Regions from separate parts of the Mus musculus genome. Here regions 1 and 3 are each linked to region 2. Evidence: chromatin contacts called from public promoter capture Hi-C data. All regions are on one chromosome and are shown on one strand. Each heading gives the region's core, a stretch centred on a gene start, on an enhancer-like site or on the middle of the called end of the contact. The rest is flanking DNA. Distances are from core to core; before and after follow the strand shown.

What was found. Promoter capture Hi-C pulls out the DNA fragments that hold promoters and counts their contacts. Capture Hi-C pulls out chosen DNA fragments and counts their contacts.
Region 1: a promoter capture Hi-C map of stem cell-derived epiblast-like cells shows a contact between it and region 2, with 3 times the contacts expected there. The contact joins the promoter of Syndig1l here to the promoter of Eif2b2 in region 2. A contact is called at or near these places in 2 of 39 promoter capture datasets (pre-B cells and stem cell-derived epiblast-like cells).
Region 3: a contact with region 2 is called in a promoter capture Hi-C map of adipose tissue. The contact joins the promoter of Ttll5 here to the promoter of Eif2b2 in region 2. A contact is called at or near these places in 3 of 484 Hi-C or Micro-C datasets (CD4 T cells, CD8 T cells and regulatory T cells), 1 of 115 datasets of contacts at active chromatin or transcription factors (trophoblast stem cells) and 1 of 9 other capture datasets (adipose tissue).

What each region holds. Positions count from the first base shown.
Region 1 is chr12:84,697,419-84,700,118 of GRCm38.p6, reverse strand. Syndig1l (synapse differentiation inducing 1 like) reads left to right here and starts at 1,312. Exons shown (of 4, transcript NM_001033334.2): 1 at 1,312-1,593.
Region 2 is chr12:85,218,133-85,220,832 of GRCm38.p6, reverse strand. It overlaps Eif2b2 (eukaryotic translation initiation factor 2B, subunit 2 beta), which reads right to left and starts at 1,352. Exons shown (of 8, transcript NM_145445.4): 1 at 1,109-1,352; 2 at 891-1,011; 3 at 588-736. The coding sequence starts at 1,271.
Region 3 is chr12:85,823,530-85,826,229 of GRCm38.p6, reverse strand. Ttll5 (tubulin tyrosine ligase-like family, member 5) reads right to left here and starts at 1,310. Exons shown (of 34, transcript NM_001081423.3): 1 at 1,144-1,310. It overlaps Erg28 (ergosterol biosynthesis 28), which reads left to right and starts at 1,337. Exons shown (of 5, transcript NM_021446.3): 1 at 1,337-1,759.

The DNA of each region.
Region 1 (2,700 bases), core at 63-2,562, 520 kb after region 2:
CATGGGAGAAGGGAGGGGTCACTGCAGAGTTTTGTTCCCAGGATTCTACAGCTGCCTCAGCTTCAGCGTGCTCTGGAGTTCCCTTTGCCCATCGCTATTTACCTTCCTTTAATGAGAATATGCCTTTTTTCCTGTCCTCTGGGTACCATGATGAATCTCAAGACCTTGTCATGGGTAGAGGGGAAGGCATGAACAATGCTGGTATCCATCCATTCACAACACTCGCGGTAGGGCTAATCTCTCACCATGCTTAAAAAGACAAAAAACAAAACAAAACAAAACAAATGACAAAAATTTAAATTAAATTAAGTTAAATTAAATTAAATTAAATTAAAGGGCTAGCAAGATGGCTCAGCAGGTAAGAGCACTGACTGTTCTTCTGAAGATCCTGAGTTCAAATCCCAGCAATAACATGGTGGCTCATAACCACCCATAATGAATAAATCTAAAAAAATAAAAATCTATGGGAGCTCAAGAAGAAGAAAAAAAAGAGCCGCATAGTTGGGAACACAGAGCCGCCAGAACCCTACAGTCAGATTAGATTTCAGGCCTCCTCATGGGAGAATGACAGAGATGGCTCACCCACTGAGCCTATTGGATGCCAATGTGTCACATATATGTCCTTATATGACCCCCTCATTGATGGATTCCGTCTGGAGAATTTGACAGGTTTTGTAACTTCCTCTGGGTCACACAGTGTTTGGAACAAACTATCACCAAAACTCATGGGCTATAGAACCTATATACTTCCCAACAGAACTGAAGTCTCCAAATCCCGATATTTAAGCTGTGTTGACCTCAGCACAACTCATCCATGTTTGGGAGACAGAGGGTACCTAGTAGATTGTTAAGATAATTAAATGAGATCACTCTGGCTAAATAAATAAATAACCTGGCGTGGTTTATTTAGTAGGCATTCAATAAATATTTTTGTTTGTTTGTTTCTCTTTGTAGGGCTGATCAATAATTTGAACTCAGAGCTTGGGAGCCTCAGAGCTCAAAAATACTCTAAGAAGCTCAAGGGTCGCGCGCGCATCGCTTCTGGGGTGCGCGAGAGGAGGCAGGGGAGAAAAGCTGGAGAAGAGGGTTTGGCTCCAGGAAGCAGAAAAGCCGGTTCCAGCTGCGCGCCCCTCGCGCCGCCGCCGCCTCCTCCGGGCTCCCCGACTTCCCGCCCCGCCCCGCCCCGCCCCTCCCCTCCCGGGAGCTGGGTCCGGAGTGCCTGGTGGGCTGGTTCTGGAGCGTGGAAGGGAGCACGGAGGCGAGAGGCAGGCGGTGGCGGCGGGAGGCGGGGACCCTCCTCGCCGCTCCCCCAAGTCGGCGCGGAGCCGCCTCGGGCCGGGCTGAGAGCTGAGCGCGGCGGAGCCGGGATGCGGGGCTCCCGGGACCGTGTAGGGCGCGCGGGGCGGCGGCGGGCGAGCGGGAGCTGTCCACGGTTCTGAAGCAGCGGCGGCGACAGCGGCAGGGACGCGGGCCGGGAGCAGGGAGCTCTCCTGGAAGCTTCACCGCGGCCGCGAGGCGGGGACGCCGTTGCTCGCCGGCCCATGCCCGGTCCCCGAGCCCCGCGAGGAGGCGGGACGGTCCGCAGAGCGACAGGTAAGGAGCCGTCTGGGGGCGCAGCGGGAGCGCAGAGCTAGGCACCGAGAGAGCTGGGGAATGCTGGGGGAGCCTAGCAGTGCTGAAGCTCCAACCCCTACAGGTCCTCGCACTCCTTCAGAGCTCTGGCCAGGTCCAGCCCCACTCTTCACCTCCTTGTTGGGTGACTCTAGGAGAGACTTGAGGCATCCAGACTGTGATAGGTACCTGGGCACCTTGACCCTGTACCTCCAGGTCTTGGCCCTGACCTGAGACAGCTCTGAGACACCTTGCCTACTGATTACAGGAACATTGATGTGAGTCTCCCAGACTCCCTAGTATCAGTCTCCACTAAGATTCCATGACATTGGTCAAATCTGAGTGGATTTCACTCAGCTATTCCTTCCCATCCAAGCCTGGTCACTAGAGTGACTGGAGAAGCTGTGATCTCTTTGCTCTTGGGTTTCTTTGCCCTGGAATAGCCCTTGGGACAGGGAAATGGGGGCAGGGGTTGTCTATCTCCTCAGGACTGGTTAATACATTTCTTTGGGGGAAAGGAAAAGGTGACAGGTTCCTCAGCTTTTTCCGTGACTCTCTTCCTCTTGAAAAGGGGCTGGGCTTGCATCACACTGCTTGGTTTGGGAAGACAACGTAGTGGACCCGGATCTGGTTTTCTATTATATGCCTGAGTGCTGATGACCCCGACAGAGCTTCCATTTGGTTCTCTCTCTCTCTCTCTCTCTCTCTCTCTCTCTCTCTCTCTCTCTCTCTCTCTCTCTGGCAAGAGTATGTAGCATGAGCTCATTCAGGCCTGCAAAGTGCTTCCAGTTCTTCAGCCCAGAGTTCTGTGAGTGGCAGAACAGACCCATGGAAATAAAACTGCGTAGAGGTAGACTAGTTCACTGCTGTGGTTGACCACGGTCTTCAGACTGGCTCCTCGGCACCCTCCCACCCAGCTCAATTCCGCACCCTTGGAGGTCAAAAGGCTCTGGTTGGCAGCTTCTAATTCCTGGCATTAGTTGTCCAAGCTTATTAAGCCCAGTCTCCTCATCTCTAAGATGAGGATAAGAGCCTTGGGCATCTGTCCACCTCAGGAAACTGTCCTGAGATGCCAGGAGAGACATCTCC
Region 2 (2,700 bases), core at 103-2,602:
GGTATGTATATAAATACCTCAAAGGGGTGGGCATGATGGCTTAGTGGGTAAATGTGCTTGATGGGCAAACCTGGAAACCTGCCCTCCATCCCTGGAACCCACATAAAGGGGGATGCGCAAATTCTACAAAGTTGCCCTGTGACCCACACACACACACACACATACACACACCACTAATAGTAAACATTTTTTGAAGTCAAGATGAAGTTTAGTGAAAAAGAAACTTCCAAATGCGGCTTTGGGGAACTCGTTTTCTGTTTTTTGCAGCACTGGGAATGAAACCCAGAGCCTCAAGTAAGGCACTCTTCCACTGAGCTACATCCCCAGCAAGTTCATTTGCTATAAAATAAAATAAAATAAAATAACTTCCCCTAAAAGAAATCTCTCGCTTAATATACTGTTAAAGAGCAGGTCTGTCTTGAAAGATGCAGTTACTATAAGCTTGGTGTTTTCCATCCACTCCTACCAAATGGGTGTTCAAACCAGAAGACTGGTGATCTCGCCTATCCCTGTCAATGCACAATTTCTAGGGGACTGTTTCACTTGCCTGCGACCTAACTTGTCCACTTAGTGATCAGATCTCTTACCCAGTTCCACCAGCAGCTCATTAATCGCCTCAATGATGTTGGCCTTAAGTGGGGCAAAATGGAAGCTGAAATCCTCGCTCAGGCCTCCGGATGTCAAGAGTTTGTGCAGGGACTCCTGCTGATCGCTCTCGTCACTGCGCCCGTGCAGTCTATGGAGGCAACAAGACCCAAAGAGTGATCACTGGGGCAACGGGAGCAGCTCAGCCACAACAGAGGCTTCAAGCTGATAGGTGGCACGGTTTAACAACCAAAAGCCAGCACCCCTTGGTCCCACCAGGAGCCCACCCAAGCTGTGAGTTTGACCTGCCATACTCCTCCCGGATGATCTTGAGGACTCTCCGCACCATATTTCCCACGGTGGTCTCGGAGGGCTGCGCAGCCGTCATCCTCCTGCCCTCTCTGCGGATCAAATCCATAAGGTCCCCTGAAACCCAAGAGAGACCGAGTGAACGGGGCAGGCGCGCGGTGAAAGTGAATATCAGCTTCAGGAATAGAACAAGAACGAGGATGAGTTGCCGCACCCGCGTTGTTCCAGTGGTGGTCCGTGATAAGCCGGCGCAGCAGCCCCAGGGTCTCCCGAGCCATGTCCTCCGAGCTGCGCTGCCCGCCACCTCGCTTCAGAGTCTCCACGAAGCCTTCGATCCTCTCGGACAACTCCGAGCCCTTCGCCGCGGCACCCGGCATTTCCAACACCGTCCCGGGACTCACTTACAGAAGCCTCAATTGCCAAAGCACTGTTTCACTTCCGGGCCGAGAGAGGTCAACTTCCGCTCGGTGAAACATAATTGAGTTCGTGGAGTTGTAAGCCCGCCCCTCCCTCTGCTGAGGCCAATCAGAAACGTGTTAGGGCGGAGCTGGGCGCACCGCCGGGAAGTGACGGCTGGAAGGGTCCCCTTGGGAGTCTGCGCGCCGAGCCGGGAGGCCCGGAGGACGCTGGCCAGTCTGGTTGCTATGGGAACAGCGAGCGGCTCTCCCGCCCTGCGACCAGCAGAAGTGGCTTTCCTCCTTCCTGGCTCCATCGCTGCCTGATGCTTGGCAGACGCCTCCATGAGTGCGAGTCCAGGGCTCGAGACGCCCAGAAAAGTGCTGCTGCAACGCGGGTTGAACATGTTCACCTTTTCCAATGGGTTCCATTCCCCACCGACTTTATCTTTCTTTTCCCCGCTCGGTGCAAGGAATTGAACGTAGGATCTCACAGGTGCTAGGCAAGTGGTACCACCATTCCTATTCCTAGCTCTTACGTTGTTGTTTGCTTTTTTATATCCTCGGCCTCGAAAGCCCTAAGGAATGTCACTAATGAAAGAGATTCAAAGTAGAAGCTAGCCGGGCTGTGGTGGCGCACGCCTTTGATCCCAGCACTTGGGAGGCAGAGGCAGGTGGATTTCTAAGTTTGAGGCCAGACTGGTCTACGAAGTTAGTTCCAGGACAGCCAGGGCTATTCAGAGAAACCCTGTCTCGAAATAACAAACAAACAAAGTAGAAGCTAATAGGACACCAAGAATGCTGTCCTGCAATTTGGAGGCCGGCGAGTACATGCAATGTAATAAGTCCTTCCATTGACCCGACACTTACTAGGTATTGAGTGCTGTAAGTTCTTACTGTCATACAGCTACATGAGGTAGGTTCTCCTCCCCCGGCTTTACAAACTGAGAAAGAGATTCACGGTATTGAAGCAGTTAGGGAGGTAAAAAGGCTGTGCTTATCCTGGGTCCCCTGAACCCAAACGGAATTAGAATCTCTTATTTATTTAAGATAAACGTCTTGGGCTGGCGAGATGGCTCAGCCATTAAAGGCTAGGCTCACAACCAAAAATATAAGATAAATGTCTCAAAAGTGAATCTTCCAGACTTTTAAGACTTTCCTTACAGCTGATAAATTGTCTTCAGAGGGATTAGATCGGTATCAAAATCATATAAAGATAGTACAGGAAAACTGTACCTGTCATTAGCAAAACAAAAAGAAAAACCTAATAAATTACTAGAAAAATAGAATGCAGCAGTACATTAAAAAGTAAATATTTGCAATCTCTAAATAGCATATTGTTTAATTTGCTGGGGTCTGGCTCACCTGTATCTTTGCTTTCAGGGCCGACTCTACTGTGTTGCCCAGGCAA
Region 3 (2,700 bases), core at 61-2,560, 610 kb before region 2:
GTCCTGGAACTCACTTGTAGACCAGGCTGGCCTAGAGCTCAGAGATCTGCCTGCCTCTGCTGGGATTAAAAGGGTATGACACAAAATTTTTTTCAAACAGATACTGTCTCTGCTGTATCTAAAAAGCTGTTACTGAATTTGAGTCGTTTTATATAATAAAAGAGCAAGCACCAAAGGAGAGGCTTTAGGGCACTGATGTGGACAGTTGATAAGCCTATGTTTAGAAAATTCTTTGCTAAACAAATCTGACCAGGATCAAAATAAAAATCCAAGGTTCAAAACCCTTGCCAATATTTATACAGACTCTACCACAAGCAAACAGAATAAGCTGTTATGTTTCTAGGAAAACCAAATCACCCGAACTATTAATAAAAGGGTGGTGAAAATATTTCTCCTCAGCAGGGATCACATAAATGGCCGGGGAAAGGGGAAGTCAAATACTCTAATTATTGGTACTTTTTTTTTTAATCACACATTTTAATCCGGATATCAAGTAGACACATAAAATTAGGAAATCTCCAATTCCCAGGCTTCTAACTTCAAACACTTTCCATAGAGAAAAAGTTTCATGTTCGTTATAGAGAAAATAGAAACGTTTAGGGAAAACGCTTAACCTTAATGTCACTACTCAAAGATAATCAATTCGTGGCAATTCTCCAAGCTTTTGCTGGTCTGTGCATTGACTTATACAATAAGACTCTCAAAAACAAAGCAACTGCAGCAAGCAGCAACAGTGACTAACCCCGACCCTACACATCTTCAGCAGAAATGAGTAATACCAAACAACCTCAATGATTCTTTTCGGGTGATTCCTAAAGGAACTTCTCGACCTTACCCAAAAATGCTTGAGAGTCTTTTAAGTTAAAACCTTCAGGGATGCCCACCTTTCCTCGGCTCCCTGAAGAGTAGAACGAGATAAATGCTCAGGAAGTCCTTGCCCCTACAGGGACCAGCCGCCAGCTCCAGCCCAGCACACCCCAACCCCAGGCAGCTCCGCAGGCAAGGACGCGGCGACTCTGCCGCAGCGCTTCTGCCCAGCACGCCCGGAAGCCAACAGCTGCTCCGGAGCTCGGAGGGAAGCGCAGCGGCGCCCGCCTAACCCTGGAGCGCACCTCCCCGGAGCGCGCCGGCGCAGGCGTTTACCTGTCTCATCTTCTCACGGCTCGGGGCCGGCAGGCGGGGACCACGCTCTGCTTCACCTCCCTCCTCCTTCCCCAGCCCGAATCAACGCAGCCGCCGAAGGCTGCTTCCCCCGTTACTACAACAACCAACAAGCAACCGCCCGCTAAGAGCCACTGCGCAGGCGCCCGCCAGCGGCGCGAACAACGCTCGGCTGCGGGCGCTGACGGATGGCGTCACCACGGCGCGCTCAGACACCAGAGCCAACCCAGGCTGTCACCAGAAGGTTTCTTGGCTCCTTTTTCTCTCTGCGTTTTCCCCACCCCTAAAAGACTGACTCCAAACTCAGAGTTCCGCCACGCTCGACAGAAGGGTTTACCGCGTGAGCGGCGTAGCAGGAAGAGGCTCAGGCGGCGGCAACTGCTGATTGGCAGCAAAGGAGTTCACTCCCTATCGCCTGCTCGAACTGAGCCAGCGTAGCCAATCAGAACGAGGACTGACAAAAACAACCCAATCCTGGAGCTGGGCTGAGGGAGGGGGCGGGAACAAGTGGCCCAGGTGGACTTGGGACCGGAGCTGGCCTAGGGAGAGCTGGTTTGCGGATGCTGCTGATACTGCTGCAGTAGTACTGGATCGTCAGGTAGGAGAATTTGGAGTGGGATGTAGCACCCGAGTAAAACTATCTGCAAAATTTAGGAAAGTGGGGGTTGCCTGGAAAGCAACCGGAGGTGGTGGTGGAGGAGTCTAGAAACGATGTCCAAGAGGAGGTGCTAGGAAAATGGAGATTTGGTCAATTCTGGGGATGGGTGAGTGAACGGGCAGTCGTTATGAACCTAGCTCTGCAACGAGCTTTCACTTTTCCTCATGTATTATCGGGTAACCCTCGAGATAGAGGCTTATATCCCCATTTTACGGATGAGAAAACCGAGTCTCTAGAGTCTCACTGGCTTGTCTGAACCCCTCAGATATGAGTGGTGTAGCTAGGATAGGAGTCTGCCTCTATTGATTGTTAATTAGTATCGCATCCATGCTGACCTGGGCAAGGGTGTACCCCACCTCTCTCTCCACCTCATAACTCCAAGGGAATGGGTTTAAAGAATTGGTAGAGTCATACAGAAATGCTCTGGTGTGTTTTCATCAGCTCTGGGATTTCTAAGATCTGTGAAATAAATGGAGGGTGTAAGTTCTACGTTCTACTGAAAGGGAGTGTGTGCGGGGGCGGGCTGGGGGGATTTTTAAATAACCCAAGCTGGTGTTGAGAGGAGAAAGTAAAAAGAAGTAGATTGGCATATGCTGTAAGTGTCTGTGAAGATCAGCACACCCCAGCATCTCTAGACTGGGACAGTCCCCGTTTGAGACCTCTTTCCTCTGGGTCCACCCTTTCTCTCCTGGAGCCCTTTATAGTTGGTTTTTCGTCATCACTTCACTTGATGTCTATATACACTGGGTAGTAGGGAATCATACTGAAACATTACCACAGTGATAAGGGAAGCCTGATAGTTTCTTACAGCTTTCAGGCCAAAGCAGTTAGCCTGACAATAGGTAAATGAAGGGCCAATATGATGGTGGCTATGACAAATT